2 separate regions of the Mus musculus genome follow, and region 1 is linked to region 2. The links are chromatin contacts, called in public promoter capture Hi-C maps. All regions are on one chromosome and are shown on one strand. Each heading gives the region's core, a stretch centred on a gene start, on an enhancer-like site or on the middle of the called end of the contact. The rest is flanking DNA. Distances are from core to core; before and after follow the strand shown. Region 1 holds the start of Has1 (hyaluronan synthase 1). Region 2 holds the start of Rgmb (repulsive guidance molecule family member B).

Region 1 (4,754 bases), core at 526-3,025, 2.0 Mb after region 2:
ATTGTTTTTAAAGCTAAAGGGGAACAAAAATATTTTTGTGGAGCATGAACGTTACACACAGTTCAAAACTCCAGTCTTCTTAACTCAAGCATGAGGCCACTGTAGAATATCAAGGTTGAACAGTTTTGACAGAGAATGCAGTGTTCTTCAGTCTCCAAATAATATCACCTGGTATTTGGTAGAAAAGCTTATAGCCATCTCACACACTGGATTAGAGCAAAGAAACTGCCAAACTTAATTTCCTTTCATTTTCCTTGAAAGTTTACAGATATTTATTTGTTTATCTTGTGTGTATCTGTGTGGGTATATGCATGCCATAGTGCATGTGCCTTGCTGTATACTTGTGTGGGGGATGGGTGGTGGGAAGGGTTGGAAGATAATTATGGCTCTCTCTCTCTCTCTCTCTCTCTCTCTCTCTCTCTCTCTCTCTCTCTCTCTTGACAGGGTTTCTCTGTATATTCCTGGCTGTCCTGTAACTCACTCTTTAGAACAGGCTGGCCTGGCCTCGAACCCAGTAATCCACCTGCCTCGTCCTCCTAAGTGATGGGATTAAAGGCATGCGCCACCACTGCCTGGCAGGTTCTCTCTTTTTTGCCATGTGGATCTTGGAGACCAAACTCAAATTGTCAGGCTAAGCATCAAGCTCCTTTACCCCCCAGAGCATCTCATGACCCCTCTTTACTTTTCAAGAGGATTTAAAACAATATATTGCAGTTTAGTTCACGTTTCTGAGCAGTAGAGATGAGTTACTTTTTTTTTTATGGGATTTTAAAGAAGATACAGGGTCTCCCTGTATTGCCCAGATTACCCTCAAACTCCTAGACTCAAGCATCCCCCTGTCTCAGCCAAGTATCTAAGACCTCAGGTACATGGTACCCAACTAGAGATAGAAAATTTAAATAACCAATAACAATTATTCTTTTAGACTCCTTTGTTCCTGCCCTTTTGTGTCAAACACAGCTCTGCCTGGGCTCCTAGGGCTAGCTCATCTTAGAAGGAAGTTTTTTGATGCCAGCAATATGGATACATGCACCTACGGCTGTACCCACAACATTAAAACCACACAACTAAAAGCACCATGCTTCACAAGAGTACCACGTCTCAGGCTGAACACAGCGTTCCTTTGACAGTCATTTAGGGGACCTGAGGACATAAGGCCTCAGCATCAGGAAGAAACAGTATCAAGGAGATATAGCAATATGTCAATAAATACAAAGACAGTCATCTGAAACATAAGGTTTCAGAAGAAATACTGAACAGTTAAAATGAACCCCAAACATATGAAACTGCTAATTTTACAGGGCAAGAGAGGTTGACTATTGCTGACTGCATGTTTTTCAACTAAGTAGATTCTGATCCCATAAAACAATCAAAAGCCAAAATGCATGTGTTACACACAGGCAGAATCTTCTTTCACTCCCAGGGAACACAAACATATATTTACAGAATCATAGACATCTATGGAAGGCAAACCTCACGGCAGTGAACACAGAGATGGACACTCACACACTCATCTTCACATGCTCACTGAACACATGAACACTGTCATACATAGATACACATGGACTCACCACATGCACTTACAAGCACATTCTTACTAGACCCCAATACATATGGTCACACATATGGTAGTAATTACCCCGCATGGCGGCAGATACCACACACGAACACACACACACACACACACACACACACACACACACACACACACACACACACACACACCTGTCTCATGGCTGTGGGTCCTCCTGGATTCTCTCTTCTCCGTCTTGTTCTGCAATCTGAGTGTGTCTGAAGCTAGCTGGAGGGGGGCCATTTGAAGACCAACACATTGCGGGGGTGGAGGAGGGCTGACGTCAGGACAAGTCTGACCAGGGGCTCTGAGGTCAGGCAGTCCTACTGCTCCACCCTCTTCAATTCCCGACATTTTCCCCATCCCCGGCTCAGATAGGACCTCCCTTCTCTGCCCCTCAAATTGGCCTTTCACAACCCCCCTCTTTCAGCCCTTCCCTCAGCTGCCTCTCTCAGCTGTCAGTGTTTTTATCTCCATCTTTCTTCTGTTACTACCCCCATCTCCCTCTCCCCCTGGCCTGCCCCCCCTCACCTTCTTACCTTTTCCTCTTCTTCGCTCTCTCTCATCTCCTCATAGCAGACTCTCTACAAATATGTCCCTCAGGATCACATTTCAGTAATGGGCAGATAGAGAAAGTACACACACACTCACGTCTGTGGGTGTGCCTGTGTTGCTGGCATGTGTTTCACAGCAGACTGGAGCTACAGCCAGAATTGTATGCTCTTTGCTGGGCTGATGTTTCTGTGTGTGTGTGTGTGTGTGTGTGTGTGTGTGTGTGTGTGTGTGTGTCTGTGTCTGTGTAGGGGTACATATGTACACACATGCTCATGTTACAGTCTGTTTGGGGCTAAGGGATGGGCTATTGGAATCTGTCTTCTGGGGGATGGCAGTGACTCCATGGAGTGACCTGAGTTCATTGCTCTGATGGAGACTAGATCAGAACAGAGCTGGGGAAGAAAAGAAGCTCTCATGGAGTGTACCCTAGCTCCTTGAGGCCAGAAGACTAGTGATCCTTATCACTCTTGTACATGGTTTCTTATAAGGATATATATACATTTTTTTTTTTAGCTTCAAGACTATGTTTTTCAGAGTTTCTCTTAGTATACAATGATGGGTTGTGTCCTGTTGTCTCTTCCTGCATTCTCTTGTGTGAGTGATTCTGATAAAGTTTATTCTCAATCTCTCTCTCTCTCTCCCTCTCTCTCTCTCTCTCTCTCTCTCTCTCTCTCTCTCTCTCTCTCTCCCTCTCCCTCTCCCTCTCCCTCTCCCTCTCTGTCTGCCTCACTCTCTCTTACTTTCTCATTTTGTACTTGATGCCTTGACTATATTTATTTCTCTACCTATCTGTATTCCCATTTCTTTCACTCTTCCTTCTTCCCCTCTCCCTATCTCATGTCTATTATCCCCGTCTTCTACTAATCTGCAATCTGTATATCTATCTACTCTTCTATCCCTCGGTGTCTCTAGCTTTCACCTGCTTGCCTGCCTTTTTATAAGACTATCACTCGGTTCTCCCCATCTGACTTTTATGACTCTGTTTTTCTTTCCTCTGGCTGCTTCATCTCTTGCAACCACTCAGCAGTCTAGTGGACAGAGCCAGGCGTGTGTGAGAATCTTGTTATACAGGGCATAGCTGCAGTGCTATGTTGGGCCTTTGCTTGACCTTGGGCACTAGGGAGAAAGTTTTTGATGGTTGAAAACTAGGTACTACCCAATATCAGGGCAGGACAGGCTGTGTCTGATGCTATTGCCGGGAACCTGTGTTGCCTAGTGTCTGTCTGTGTCAGGATGATGGATCCTCTGATGGAAGCAAGCCCAGATCTGGGGATAAGGGGAGTTCCCATGGCTAGGAGGGGATAGCCCAGGCTCCACCCAGGAGCTGGGCATTTGATTGCCTAGCCTCAACACCACCCTGACTGGGTGGAGCAGCTGTATAAAACCAGATGTTTCTAAAACCAGAGTACATGAGAGACAAACTAGGACTTCAAACCCTGAGAGTTTTCTCTGCCAGGGCACAGAGTGCACAGGCTCCTTCAGACCCAAGTGACCAGACCTTAGTACTCCTCTGTTTGACCCAGGGGCACAGTCCCTAGCTCTCCTCCCTCAGACCAAGAATTTCAGACCCCAGCCCTTCTCCCTTAGCCCTGATCGTCCAGTATTCAGTCCTCCCACTTCAACTCAGGAGTCTGAGTCTAGACATCTGCCCTCCTCTCTCAAAAAATGAATACAGGCCTAACTCTCCTCCCTCAGGCGCAGGGGTCCAGTTTTCCTTGCAAGCACAGATGACCAGGATTAAATGTAGCAAAGACAAGATGACAAGGACAGATGAAGTTGAGCTCTTTTACAGACCCCCCTCCCCTCCAAATGGGGCTTATAACTGCTCTCTGTCCTCAATCTACGATGTCTTCCTTGTCTTCCAAGTAGGATCGTCATCATTTAACTTCACCACAAGAGAAGGGTAAGGGTGATTGCTAAAAATGGAGAAGAAGCAGAGGAAAAACATGTATTCATTATAAGGACATCTCTTCAGCAGATGATGGGTGGGACCCTGGACTAAGTGATGCCAGGCACACAGAAATGACTCAGCAGGGGGCCCTGCCTCTGAGGAGATGCCAAACTAGTAGAGGAGGCAGCTGTGTAAATAGAGGATTGGGCACTGATGGAACTGAAAGGCAGGAAAAGCTTCCTGGAGGAGGTGCTCCTGACTGATGTGAAGTTAGGGGAGTGGAAAATGAAGGAGAAAGGTGTCCAAGGCAAGACTTATGGCTAGTTTACAAAACACACACTGAGTGATGCTGTGTGTTAGCATTTTGTCTAAGCTCGGACCCACAGTTACCTGTCAAAAGCCAGGTGTTCCTGACTCACTAAAAAGAGGGCTGCTTGCCCAGTTCCCTCTCTCTTGCCTTCTTTCTCTTGCTCTGTCCTCTTGCCCCTTTCCCCTATACAGGCGCTCATGGCCAGCCTCTACTCCTCTAATCCTATACTTACTTACTCTCTCTCTCTCTCTCTCTCTCTCTCTCTCTCTCTGCCTTTCTCTGTCTCTACTATCATCTCAACTCCCCTCCCCATGCCTGAATAAACTCTATTCTATACTATACCTTTGTGTGGCTTGTCCCTTAGGGGGAAGGGATGCATCAGCATGGGGCCTGAGGAGGCACTCCCTTCCCCCACACCTGACCAT
Region 2 (4,262 bases), core at 1,396-3,895:
TCTTATACAAAGATTTTAAGTGCTTTTAGATAGCTGATTAACAGCAAAGTGTAGAGTTTTCTTACCTCAATATTTAATTATATCCCCAAAGGTACATTAGGCTATCATTACATCTCATATAAACAAAAGGTTAAAGATCAGTACATTCAATTTGGAGTCTTTCTGCTGATGACTTCGCTTTTTCTGCACTATCTTGTGTGTATATATGTATGTATATATATATATATATATATATATATATATTTTAAATACAAGGGGGTCTAGATATTCTTATCAGTAGAGGGCACCCTCGAGTTGCTTCAAATCCTGATATCAAGGAAAAAAAACTGGGGTGGTGGTGGTGGGGGAGGAGAATCATCTTTAAGGTGTTTTACTGCACCTCTGTTGTAAAATTTGACAAGCTTAAGACATGTATGCCTAACAATTCACTTTTTATTACAGCGAAGTGTTCAGCTGCTAGAGGAAAATGCTATTTTTTTTAAAAATAAAGTACAAGGTGGTTCCTATTTTCATGACATCGGGTTCATTGATACAGTCTGGGGTGAATCTGGATGTTAGTTAGCAAGATTTGAAATCAGCTTGGAAACCAAGAGCATGTTGAATGGCTGGTTATAGGGTGGCCACTCGTCAAAGCTCCCATGCATCAGGTTAAAGCAGAATTTGGGACGGGACAAAGAAAAACCCAGGGAGGAAGCTAGAACAAATGTGAGGATTATAAAAGTTTTACATTTTAATTAGGAAAAAAAGTGAGATGACTGGAAACTTGAGCAACCCCCAAATCCACCTTGTGTCTTGCCATCTGCATTCTTTCTCTCTTCCCCTTTGTTTTCGAGGAGTGGTGAGAACAGAACAGTGCATCTAAGAGACCCAGCAAAGCATACTACACCATGGGCATGCAATTGGGTAATTAAAACGGATGCCAGAAACGTTAATAGATTCTAAACATGATGCAGTTTCATTTCCCAAATCCTTACATAGTGTCTTAACTGTTCCCCAGGTACTGTATCTCCAAACCCAGAAACCTAACATGAGGGTCTCTGCTTAACAGCTCACCCAGGACAGAGAAGTCTGCAATAAGCTATTTGTGTAACCCATTCCGGAGTAAGGGCTCCCCTGCTGCTCGTTGCTCCACAGTGTTTGAAAATAAGGGGCTGGAATAGCCCAGAGTCCAGCAGCATGTAGCGCCTGGCTTGTACTTACATCATTGTTAACCCTTCTGCACCTGGAAGGGGCTCAGCGGGATCAGGATGCCCCCGAGCTCCGGAACACGCAGGACCTAGGTGTAAGAGAAGAGCCCCAGGGCTCCGTGTGAGCGCTGAGCCCCTGGAGAAAGAGAGAGAGACCACGGAGAGTGCAAGGGGTTGCATCCCCGGCCCCTTGATCCCTAACAGACTCCAGTAGGGCTCGCTTCTGGCTCTCAGGGCTAGAAGCGGCAGGTGCAAAAAGCATTTGGGAGCCGCTTGCCAGTGCTTGGAGGTAATGTGCTTCCTGTCCATTTATCTCAGGAAACCAGCACAGCCTTCCCTTCGAAACAAAATTAACCTCTCATTAGCCAGCCACTCACTCCCAAGAAGGCCTTAAAAGCTTTACCCTCTCACTAATGTATTTAGGCTTTTCTTCCAGGCAAACGAAGCCGAGGCTGTACTAACATCAGCCCCAGGGGTTCCTATGGGCTCCCTCAGGAGCCAGCCAGCCTTTCACCAGTCTAGTTTGGGAAATTGGCCAACACAGGATCCCAGTTTGTAGAAGCAGTCCGACCCAACACCCCTGAACGAACTTCACACCACCCCCGCCCCCACGATAAGTTTGTCTCTGTTTTCTTGGGCTCCTCTCACATTAAAGCTTCAGCTCCATTACCCCCGAGGAATGGGGAAGGGAATGGGGAAACTTCAGTGGCCAGCTGTTCCCAGGTCATAGGAGGCGACTGTCCCTTAGGGGAAGCGTCTACGGAAAGCTGGGGGTTGGGGAGCAGCCTTCCTTAGACTCTAGTCGGTTCCAGGCATTGCAAATTAAACGTGGCCAGGAGCTTTTGGAACGCCAGGGCTTTCTCACCCTGGACCCCACAGCCCGGAGCCTGGCAGATTTATACCACACAGGTGGACCAAGACCTAAACAAAACAGTCCCGGCCGCTGCCTGCTATTCGCCCCCCCCCCACCGTCCTCCGGGCCCACCGCAAACTTCAACAAAATAAACAACTCACCACAGGCATTCCCTTGTCTGCAGCGCGACGCTTGCCAGCTGGGAAAATAAGCCGCAAGCCACGCGGCCGGGGCGCAGGAGGGAGGCCACGCCGCGCCCGCCACTCTGCCCCAGGTGGGCGGCAGGCGGGCGGCTCCACCCGGGGGCCGCTCTCCAGATGCCGGTTCCCGAGTGAGCTCCGGGGCAGTGCTTGCACCCTGCCAGCCAGCGGGGCCTCTCTGTCACCTAGGCGGAGAGGGCGGGGAGACAGGTCCCTCTCCCCAACTTCCTCCAAACTGTTCTCTTCCCACCCCTGCCCCACGGCCACAGAGGCAGACAACCTCTGCAGCGCCGGTCCCCAGTCCACCGCTCTACCCTACTGTCCTGCTGGAGACCCGACGGCAGGGAGCGTGGTACGCCTCTCCCCGTTTCCAGGTCCTGCTCTCTCCTCTCCCGCGGTCCTACACACCGGCTTGCACAAAGGCGCCTTTCACGCCGCCAGCGCCGCCCTCTGCGCCGCCCTCCGGGCCCGCAGCGCTGCCTTTACCCACCCGGCTCATCACGGTCCTGCTGCGGGCTCTGCCTGTTGTCAGCCGGACGCGTGCGGTGTTCGCACTCCGCGCCGCCACGACGGCAACAGACCCCCCTCCCCTCGATTTTTCTCCTCGCTTTTTATAGCTGTCCATCAGTGCCCTCAAAAGCACGTCCCTCCAACTATCCTCTAGGGTCTTCCTACTGCGTGTAACTGTGAAGGAGGTGACAGGGATGGTCCTCTGGACGTGTGCGAGCACAAGAGGGTTATCGTTCCTGTCCACCTGAGGTGCCAATATGACTTGGCTTCACGTCGAGAGAAAGGGTAGAAAGAAACCCCTTAGACCCAAATGAGAAAGTGTATTGTAAAAGAACTGGCTCAGGAAATGTTTCAGGACGACGTCCTTTGCATCCCGTGGAAGGAGATGGGGGAGGGGAGATCGAGCTATGTTCTCCAGGGTGATTCTTTTTTTTTTTTTTTTAATAATACAAAGTAAATTATGATTTTATTGTGAAATTCTCATAGATGGAAAATTAAATTGAATATTTATTCTGTCCATTTTTCAATTTACAATAATCTTACCACTTATTTTTGTACCATGTATTTCAATTGTCTGTTTAGTGAAAAATAAACCTGTAATTTCTGGCTTATTTTTAGTTTAATATTTTATCATTAAAGACCTCCAGGGTGATTCTTGAGCTTCATAGATAGTTAGCGGCAGCTCACTCATTCTAGAACAAGAGTGCGGTTTTGTTTTGTTTTCTTTAGTTAAGACAAAACTCTAAGCATCTGGGCTCAGGTAGTTAGTTAATCCTTATCCTCCCCAGATCGCCTTCTCTCCACTAACCTTTACCTGCAGTTTCTCCATCTAACGGTAGGGGCAGCATAGGGTAGTATAAAAAAGGGCGGGACTTCGAGGGTTTAACTTCTGAACCTTGGGTTCACTATCAAGAAAAATGTGGAAGGTTGAGGACTCAGAACTCCCAGGTTCAGAAATTCAATAACAAAAGACCCCTCGTCATATTCCCTGTCTGGATTTTTGCATTTCATTTTCCGTTATCTTCTCTAAATACCAATCAAATTGGGGAGAAAACCAAACCAAACCAAACCAAACCAAACCAAACAAAAATACCTTGAGTCCGTTTAAGGTGTCTGTAAGATACACTGGAACCTGCTCTATTTGGTATTGAGAACAACAACAACAACAACAACAACAACAACAACAACAAAAGGTGGCGGTGGTGGTGTTGGGCTCAGTTAGTGGTCCTACAGAAACAGGAATTTTAATGTCCCCACTTGTTTTGCCTTTGAAAAGCCACTTGAGCAATCAGCCCAGCAGAGCTTTAATTTAGAAACTAAAGCCTAGTCTCCTGTGTTTTTCCTTCTCCTTCTACCAACACAAAGACAAGCTGCTGCATAGCATAATGTTGAAAACGAGTTCAAAGGAAATCCAGAGAGTCAGCTCAGAAGGCGACTTCTGATGCAGCCCAGTTCTTCACTCCTCTGCACAGCTAGCTAGACTTCACATAAACACAGACACAAATCATCACA

Evidence for each region. Promoter capture Hi-C pulls out the DNA fragments that hold promoters and counts their contacts.
Region 1: a promoter capture Hi-C map of frontonasal cranial neural crest shows a contact between it and region 2. The contact joins the promoter of Has1 here to the promoter of Rgmb in region 2. A contact is called at or near these places in 2 of 39 promoter capture datasets (the C10 cell line and frontonasal cranial neural crest) and 1 of 484 Hi-C or Micro-C datasets (cerebellum).

What each region holds. Positions count from the first base shown.
Region 1 is chr17:17,853,413-17,858,166 of GRCm38.p6, forward strand. It overlaps Has1 (hyaluronan synthase 1), which reads right to left and starts at 1,776. Exons shown (of 5, transcript NM_008215.2): 1 at 1,726-1,776. The coding sequence starts at 1,734. The region is part of intron 1 of Gm36907 (a long non-coding RNA gene); the gene reads left to right.
Region 2 is chr17:15,828,420-15,832,681 of GRCm38.p6, forward strand. Rgmb (repulsive guidance molecule family member B) reads right to left here and starts at 2,646. Exons shown (of 5, transcript NM_001372257.1): 1 at 2,202-2,646; 2 at 1,201-1,276. The coding sequence starts at 1,205.